Regions from separate parts of the Mus musculus genome. Here region 1 is linked to region 2. A link is a contact called in public Hi-C data. All regions are on one chromosome and are shown on one strand. Each heading gives the region's core, a stretch centred on a gene start, on an enhancer-like site or on the middle of the called end of the contact. The rest is flanking DNA. Distances are from core to core; before and after follow the strand shown.

What was found. A called contact is a pair of places that touch in the nucleus more often than the background predicts.
Region 1: a contact with region 2 is called in a Hi-C map of cortical neurons, with 2.0 times the contacts expected there. The contact joins two enhancer-like sites. A contact is called at or near these places in 5 of 484 Hi-C or Micro-C datasets (the MC3T3-E1 cell line, cerebral cortex, cortical neurons and 1 more).

The regions. Positions count from the first base shown.
Region 1 is chr11:26,060,018-26,064,514 of GRCm38.p6, forward strand. The region is part of intron 1 of 5730522E02Rik (RIKEN cDNA 5730522E02 gene); the gene reads right to left. Among named protein-coding and RNA genes, the nearest start is that of Mir6372, 140 kb to the right of the region's middle. Within about 2 kb of position 1,609, at least 3 of the 459 cell types and tissues checked have an H3K27ac peak or open chromatin away from gene starts, as enhancers often do. A contact at or near this core is called in cortical neurons, where this site is marked.
Region 2 is chr11:25,735,133-25,739,593 of GRCm38.p6, forward strand. The region is part of intron 2 of 5730522E02Rik (RIKEN cDNA 5730522E02 gene); the gene reads right to left. Among named protein-coding and RNA genes, the nearest start is that of Gm51856, 46 kb to the right of the region's middle. Within about 2 kb of position 2,274, at least 10 of the 459 cell types and tissues checked have an H3K27ac peak or open chromatin away from gene starts, as enhancers often do. A contact at or near this core is called in cortical neurons, where this site is marked.

The DNA.
Region 1 (4,497 bases), core at 359-2,858, 320 kb after region 2:
TTCCTCTAAATGTCTTCTTTCCCGCTTGAAAGCTCTCTTCAGGTTATGCTCCTGTGTTTGTGGAACTCACATCACAGTTGCTTTTTCAGTTGCAAAAACTGAATGACCCCTAATATGAACAGAAACCAAGATGACTGTAAAGACTCCTCTCCTCCTGGGACCATGTACACCACCTCGCCAGTGAGGGTGACGTCTAGTTGGACTTCTCCTTCCTTCCTATTTATCAATGTTAAACACCAAACAAAATGTGAGCAAAGCTCTGATTTCTGTTCAAAAACCTTCTGAGCACCCACACTATGCAACTCCATTGTTACACAAGGAGCCAGAAGTCTAGAGCCCATGAGTTTTGTAGCTGTTTCAGTTAGTGATAGAAAATGTTAGGCATGGTCTAGCATATTTATGGATGTTGTGGTCACAGGATGGTGAGTTACAAACCACATGTGAGCAAGCACAACAGTAAATGTCTGCAGATACATGCCTTAGCATAGAGTGAGTTTGATGCCTCTATCTGTTCACTGTTCTTCTATCAAAGAGAGGTTGATGTAAGAGAGTGTATTCTACAGAGCAAACCAAGACTCCTCTGCACTTGAGAGACAGTTTCCCTATTTCTTTTTTTTTTTAAGTGAATTAATCCTTATTTTGAAAACTCCTATATACTTACCTAGACAATCTCGCTCTCTTCTCTACTATGGACCACTTGCAATAACCAAACTCTTGAGAGACAAATCCTGAACACTTGTAAATCCAGCCTAAGTTTTAAGAACCTTTGGAGAGACACTGGGGCTTCAGACCCAGGTCAGAGAGTGAGTCTGTTCCAGATTTTCCTTTGCAAGCTTCCAGAATTTACTCGGTGTTTCTCAGCAACTTCACTACACTGCCCCGCACTTGCAGTCCATTCTGTCGGTGCTTTGATGTAACATATCTTAGTTCTTACTCATTGCCGTGTGTCTATCCTTGCCCAGTACATTACGAGCTTCATTATCTGCTCTTTATGACATTATCTGTCGCTGCCTCAATCATCCCATCCATAAAATGGAATTAACAATTCCTGTCCTCATTTATCTTGAACAAATACCGCCAGGGAAAATGAGCATATAAATTAAATAGCTTGCTGCTCTTTGAGAGAAAGTTGCCTTAGAAACACAGGCTTATTATTTCTCCATAGAAGAAGCTAAATATATTAGAGTTTGTACAATGTTGCTGGCTGTGATTTTGCTCTTTTTAACCCTAGGCTGAAGGACTACATTAATTCCAGTCCCTAGGTGAACCTTTTATTCCATTTTCCACAGGAGGAAAAAAAAAGTTACTTTGCAAAGAAAGGAAAGAAAGAAAAAAAATGCAGTATTCCCAAACCTCATTTAAGGAACATTCTGTTCTCCAAATTACAACGCAGCAAGCAGGCGAGGGGGAACTTTTAGAATCCTGCATCCAAGCTGGTTCCACACAGCAACCACTAATACAAAATGGCTTTAATTACTTTAATATAAATCCTGGAAATGTGCAGATGGATTGTAATAATTATGCAAAACTGCGATGGTCCTTTATAGAAACACAGATCTTGCTAGCTAAAAGAAAATGAAAAGAACACAAGTTCAACACAATATGTCAGGAAGCGTATCTCCTAAGAAGTCCTGTATTTCAAATGCCAAGCTGTACGTTTCATCTGATGTGGCCGTTGTTATGGAAACTATGCTTTTTGATTGAATAGCAGAATAAATACCTACCTAAAATCAGCATGATGGGCTACTGCATAAATTAAGAACTCCCAAGACAACAATAACTTGCAGTTCTTCCTTGAGATAAATTTGAAAAACACACACACGTGTGTGTGTGTGTGTGTGTGTGTGTGTGTGTGTGTGTGTTTATGAAATCGAACAAGAGCATAAGTATTTCCGAATTGAGTTCTCTTCCTTACCTGGAGCAGGGAGCTCTGCTTCACACTGTGTGTGAATGACAGTGCTTTATCTCCCAGACATACACACTGACCTCCTTGCTCACTTAAGGTTTATTGAGGGAAAAGATCTGATGCTTTGCCAAAAAATATTTTTTTTTAAAATAAAAAGTCACATTCCTCCTCTTTGCTTCTGAATTAGTGTAGAAGAAGACTTAAGAAACGAGTGTGGGGTTATTACAGTTGCGACTTTTAAATCAAGTGGGTCATATATAAACGTGGAAAATCCCCAGGCATGACCAAAAGGTCAGGTAAACATGGTTTTCCTATTTTTATGAGTGTAGTATTACACTGTTGCTGGTTTGTATTCATATTAACAGCCTTTCATAAATCATAACACAAATATATCTATATTTCCATGTAGATATAATTTAGCCACTTGCTGACTTAATTAGATTGCTCTAGAAAATACAGACTAAAGCATATTGACGTTTGTTTTCCCGCTTTTCCTTTTATACAGGTGATGTGGGCGAAAGTCAGTGCAACAGGCACCGGCTTACAACCTTCCCCAGAACAGGCATGCATTCGCCCATTGGATCAACAGCTTTCAATTTATTAGCATGACAAAGGACACAATTATTTTGGATATGCCTGAATGCAATTTTCATTAACTTTGCAATGATTTATTAACAAAAGTGTCAGGAATGTAATAAAAGCAGCAGGACTCTTTAAAATGCCAAAATAAAAAAAATGAAGACTATGCTAGAATTTCCCAACTCACCTTATGGCACCAGGTCAATAAGGTTGCCTGATTCCATCAAAAGCATCAGCATGGTGAGTGAACTCTGCAATTAACAAAGAGTAAGCACAAAAAATGCTAATATCTCATTTGAATGTAATTATGCACAGATTACTGTTCGCTGGAACAAGAAAAGGGATTTTAATTGTCATCCAAAGTTACACGCAAACCTAGATTCCTGTTAACTTTTTTTTTTTTTTTTTTTTTTTTTTTTGGTTGGGGTGTTCATGTGAGAATAAAGCAGGCAATTCACAATTCTTATGTTCAGGGACATTGTAAAAGACAATGCCTTTGTTTAAGAGATACAACTCACAAAGTTTTAAAATAACATCATTCCATGTATATTGGCAAGGTTAGTTTGTAATAAGTTTCACCATCGTTTGCATTTTAATACTATTTGATCTCATTTACATGTTTAAATTTGTTCCTGTAATAAAATTCATTAGTATGTTTATCATAACTACATAATGAATATAGCCCTTATGTAAAATAAAAAATTGAAAGTACATTAGAGACATTACAAGCTGTTTGAAATTACTGTGCTTTGCATATTATACCTTATTAATTAAATTATAAATTATTTATTTATGTTATTTCTTTAATCAGGGGCAAGCACTAGAACAATATTATATTAGTATAAGAAACACAACACAACTCAAAGCTAAATCACACATGGACCAATTTTCCATACAGAGGCACACTGATCCATTTTGCCTTGGGGTGGCCAATGCCACTCCCCCTGCTGTGCATCAAGGGCTGCAAAGAGCTGTTAAAAGGAGGCTGAGCATGGAGCAAATCGTGTTTCTGGTGCAAGTTAAGAACTTCACTTGTTAGTCTAATGTCTCCCTTTGCCTTCGCCTTTTAATAGTATAATTAGATCAGATATGCAGATGGAAGCAAAGAGCAAATCATTTTAGGAGTTAATGCTATGTCCCTTTTATTTGGAGTCCATGGGTAAGAAAAAAAAGTAATCTTTTCTATTATTTCCATTTTCTTCTGATTTCCTTTGTCAGCGGTGCTAAAGAATATGGGAAAGTGAAGTGAAGGAGCTAGAAGGGGAGAGGTAGAGGGGCTGGGGGCAAAGAGGGGAGAGAGAAGAGAACACAAAGGCCATTGCCCTAACTCACTAATGCTGCTTTTCCTCAGTTCTCTTAACTCCCCTTTAAATACAGATATTTAGCTGGTATGCTGGCACACTCTTAGCAATCTCAGCACTCAGAAGACAGAGGGAGGGTCTTGAGTCCCAAGCTAGCCTGAGCTGCAAAGGGAGACCCTGTCCCAAAAGAAAAAGCAACAGAAATCACTTAAATGTGGGTAAAAGATCTGAGATCTCTACACTTCTGTAGAGCTCTGAAGTCCATTTTCTAAGCAGGTTTATATAATCTTGTTTAATAACTCTGATTTGACCACAACCTGGCCTGTGTCTGAATTCACACCAAGTCTGATCATTTTGATAATGTTTACTTCTGGGTCTATATACATCAAGCAAACAGAAGTTTGGAGAGACCCTTCAGGCCTTAAGGAATCATATATGTGGGGACCAGGAAAGAGGAAGGTTATTCAAGGAGCTGTCTGTTGGGAAAAGTACAGGGCTCCTGTCAAAAGGTCTGGATTGTAATCCCACAGATAATGCCTGCCCATAGAGTCCCACAGTCATTTGGACAAAGTGTAGCAGGTTATCTATACAGTGTTGGTTCAGAAACTCACATGCAACTTTCTTGCAAGAACATGGCTGAACATTATAACAGACTTTCATAGAATTCCACAGGCCTGTGTAACATACTAAAGTTGACTTTCATAGCTATCT
Region 2 (4,461 bases), core at 1,024-3,523:
TGGGTCTTTGTTCTTAGTAAGTACCAAAATAAAGAAAGTGACAAACACCAACATAGTCCAGCATAACAAGTAATGAGTATCAACATAAGAATTAAAACCCTGTCCTGTGCACCTGGTCACAGGCCCTGCTGCCCTGTTAGTCAAAGAGAAGTGGATACTACTATAAAAAAAAATGTAGGCTACAGTGCAGCCAGCTGTGGCAACAGACAGAGCAGAATATTCTGGGCTTTTGTGTTAGACAGTGCTCCTGCACTGTGCAACCTGGCCAGGTTAGGCAGTCATGCTGTGCCTTTTGGTTTCCTACAGAGTGAAATACAAGAGTAGTAGTGACAGCCTCCTCACTGTCAAGGTTGAAAATGGGAAGAGTAATACCCAGGGCAGTGAGGATGTCATGAACCTTGGCTGTGAGCTAGGGTGCACTCGGGACCACTCACACTTACCAACTCTTCTTCACAAACAAACTCCAAGCAGTGTATTGGAAAATCTTCAGTGGGACTCAACCCGATTTGGAGGGAGTCAGAAGACAGCAGAGAGGCAGCTCTTGGGAAAGCAAGTTGGCCACGCCCACATGATCCCCATTGTTGTTGAGGCTCTTGGTGCTGATGCCCTTGAGCAGATTATCTGGGTTTGGTGAGTAATAAACCCAGATCCGAGTGAATTATGCTCAAAGAACAAAGAGAACTGAAGATGAAGGAACATGGAGGCCACAGGCTGGAGTAAGAAAACCACTTCTCAGAAAGCACAGGCTGAAGAGAGCACTTAATTACAAAGTGGTGCCAGGAAGCACAGTTTTAAAGAAACAGAGCTCTTGGAATCAGGGTAACCTGGTACCTTTAGACATATAAGCACCCCACTAAAGGAGGGGGCACTCGTGACATTGGAAAGATCACCATTAGGTTGCTACATGTTTGCGAGACATTCAGATGTACATGTAATCTCATGTTGATGTGATTTCTAGAAAGAGAAAGTTAAAAATGCAGATGCACTTTTAATGAATGCTTACTCTTCTCTTTGTCTGGAGTCTAAAAAAACACACATTCTTTCCAGTTATTGTAGCAGTATTATTTTGTATAACATTTGAAGCAATGTGTGCTGTAAGGCATCCCAGTATCCCAGTATCCCCATCTACCTCACACCCTTCTGACATTTTTACCTGAGGGCTGGTCCTCTTGGTGAGGAGGAAGATCTACTGAATGTAAGCCATGTGGTTTTTATTCCTTCATCCTGATTGTAATAAACTTAAAGGGACATGCTTAATGTTCAACAAAAAAGAAGGTTTCTGGGGCCATTCCAGCAGGAAGATAATGTCACACTGCAACAGCAGCGAGAGTGTTAAGATCCTGCCAGACAATATGGTCTCAGATTCTAACCACACGGGTCACTTCTGGACAAGGGAGCCTTTGCAAACTTGTACAGCACTCTGTGACAAACATCTCCATGATCCTATGATTATTATCTTGCTGTTTTTATTATTGCTGTTCTGTGTCTTCTTGGGGAGTGACTTCCTCTGGGAAGTTAGTATAGTTCACCTTCTGGCAGGGTAAACATTTTTTTTGCATCACAGGGTATGATTTAGCCAGTTTCTCTGAGTTGTTCAATTGCTGGGAAAACTGTAGGGTTTGGGCTTTATGCCTGAAGGAGACACAGCTGGAGATCAGCTAAGGGTGCATGCTTCCCCCATCTCCCCATGTCCTTTGGGCCCAATTCACCACAACCTGAAAGGGGGAGCAAATTTGCCAGAAGGCAGCCTTGTCTTCACATTCATTTTAAGTACTACTTCTGAGGACCTAATAGGACCCAGGCCTGTGCTTTAGACTGTTGGAAGTTAAGATGTTCCAAGTTTTAGAAACAAGTTGAGGTTGGATTGAGTCACATTTTGAATGTGCACATGCACGCGCGCGCACGCACACACACACACACACACACACATGCACACACCATCAAGCCTTACAGAGTGAAGGGTAGAAATGGCATCCAGCACTCTTGTCCTTAGAAATTAGTTAGAACACCCCAGCAAAGCCCCAGGGAAGGTGGAGTGGCTGGGACATTAAGCAAGGTATTTAGGGATCTCTCTTTCCAGCAGGAAGGAGGAGAGCGGGGACATTGTTAATTGCAAGAAAATGGGCAAAGAAGCGCGCATTAACTTCCATGCTCTAACAGGGCAAGGGAGAGAGATTACAAGAACAGCACAAAAACAAATGTGTGCGGCCTTCTCCTGCTTCCCAAGGGAGGGAGATGAGCATCACAGGATTTGCTGCGGAGCCCACGGCCAGCACAATCTATTAAATAGCTCAAGTTAGTCAATGTAGAAGAAATTTTTAGACACACATGCCCAACCATATGTGCATGGCCAAGATTTAAAATAGAAAAGTGAGAGACTGTTGGATGACTGAGGATTTTTCCCTTGCCAGGAAGTCCTCCTTAAGGATTTCATAGCTTGCAAAAGAGAACTGCTTGCCAGACAAGCCAAGAAAAAGACATGGAAGATTGGGACCTGCTTCCTTAATGATGAAATGTCATGCTGTTATGTAAATCAACCTGAAGAAAAAAGGCAGGCATGATTAAGATGGCTTTGCAGAAACAAGAAAGGTCTTGACATCTCCTCCTAAAATTGCTTTAATTCCTCAAATCACAGGGCTGGAGGCACAGGCTGAATTCCATGGTGGCTGCATAGAGAAAAGTACGGAAGCTTCTCTCCTGTAAAACCCTTGCTTCAGTTCAACTTATACTGTATGACTGCAGTTAGATGGGTTTGTAACGCCTCTGAATTGTTACATTTATGGCAGAATGAGGTGTGGCCACTTGACTGCTCTGTGTTTTTCTTCATGTATATGGAAGAATATTCTAACAGAATGAGATGGGTCTTCAGTTTCATCGAGAGCAGCATTATTACATCTGTGTTGTGTGTCCAAGACACATAAGCATTATTACTATGAGTGATATATATATATATATATATATATATATATGTGTGTGTGTGTGTGTGTGTGTGTGTGTGTGTGTGTGTATGTATGTATATATATATATATATAATATAACATACATATATATTAGTTTCATCTGTGGACTGTGGACTATAGGAACTTCATCACCATTGCTATATTTGTGTAAAGTGTGTGCTGTAACACATGTACACACCAGAATTATGTCTGTGTGACATGTATACTATACTACACACCAATCAGCATTATTGTATCTTATGCAATATAAGGAATGCCAATTTAGCCTAAGGTCAAAGATAATCACATTCTATTTTTTTTTTCAGAAACAGTGGCCAGGGGTACAGTATAAAAACAAAATTATCTTCTCACACATTGGAAGCTTTGGCCCTTCACTGCTCCAGCTCTTGGGTTATTTGCTCTAATTTCTGCGTTAGAGAAGAATTAAAAGCATGTCTTCTAGAAGTTCTATACTCAGAAAGCTTCCTCCTAAATTGTACCATCAATTTTCAATTAACTTAGATTCCTATAATTTTATGACCAGAGGGGACTTCAGAATTGATTTAATCAAATTCTGTCATTTTACGGAAGAGAAAGGTGAGGCCCTGAAATGTTAAGTGAGTTGTTACATTGCACAACTACTTGGTAAGTCAGATGGGCAAGCTCGTCTTCTGGCTTCCATTTCTGTATTCTTAATACCGTAACTTATTTCAGCACCATGTTACATAATTATGCTTCTATATTTCTAGAAGTAACCTGTATCTTCCTACTAAAATTCAACTCCCCTCCCCAAGTCCCAAGTTACTAAAGTAAAAGTGGCTCCTTGGAAGAAAAGGGTTGTCTACAAGACAATAAAGCAAGAAGGGGAAATATGGCTGATGGAAATCATAGTGGGCTGTGTTGTATTATCGGCCACAGGCACATTATTAATCCATGCCACAATTAGGCATTATGAGAAATAACAGCATCACTGCAATTAAAGAGCAGCCTAAGAACCCCTGTGAGAATATGCTTTTTCTCCAGCAGGGAGAAGCCACTTCAGTGATGGGCTGGTACACTGCTCTACCTATTGTCAACAACTGAAATGTGTGACTTCTATAGGCAACATTAATTAAGTGATAGGAGTTCACATTACAGACCTTCCCTCTCCGGAGAAATAAGTTATGACTTCATGCTATACCATGATGCCACAGCTTCCTAGGGAATCTCATCCCATCTTCTTGTAGGCATCTGTATCCCTAACCCCTGGGGTATACTTTTATTTCAATCTTACTCATCAAACTCAGTTTCTCCTTTACAAGGACCATTGGCAGGCTTCCCAGCTCCTAAAAGGTCAGAGCTCCACTGCTGAGGAATTCTGCACCATCTGTCTATGCTAAGGAAAGGCAATGGAAATATCAATAAGGAAGAAACTCAAATCAAACTGGACTGGGTTGCATTAAGTGTTATAGGCACATTCTTAACCTATGCCAAAGACAATCCAGTATTGTGAAAAATAACCATGTTAGCATGATTAAAGGGC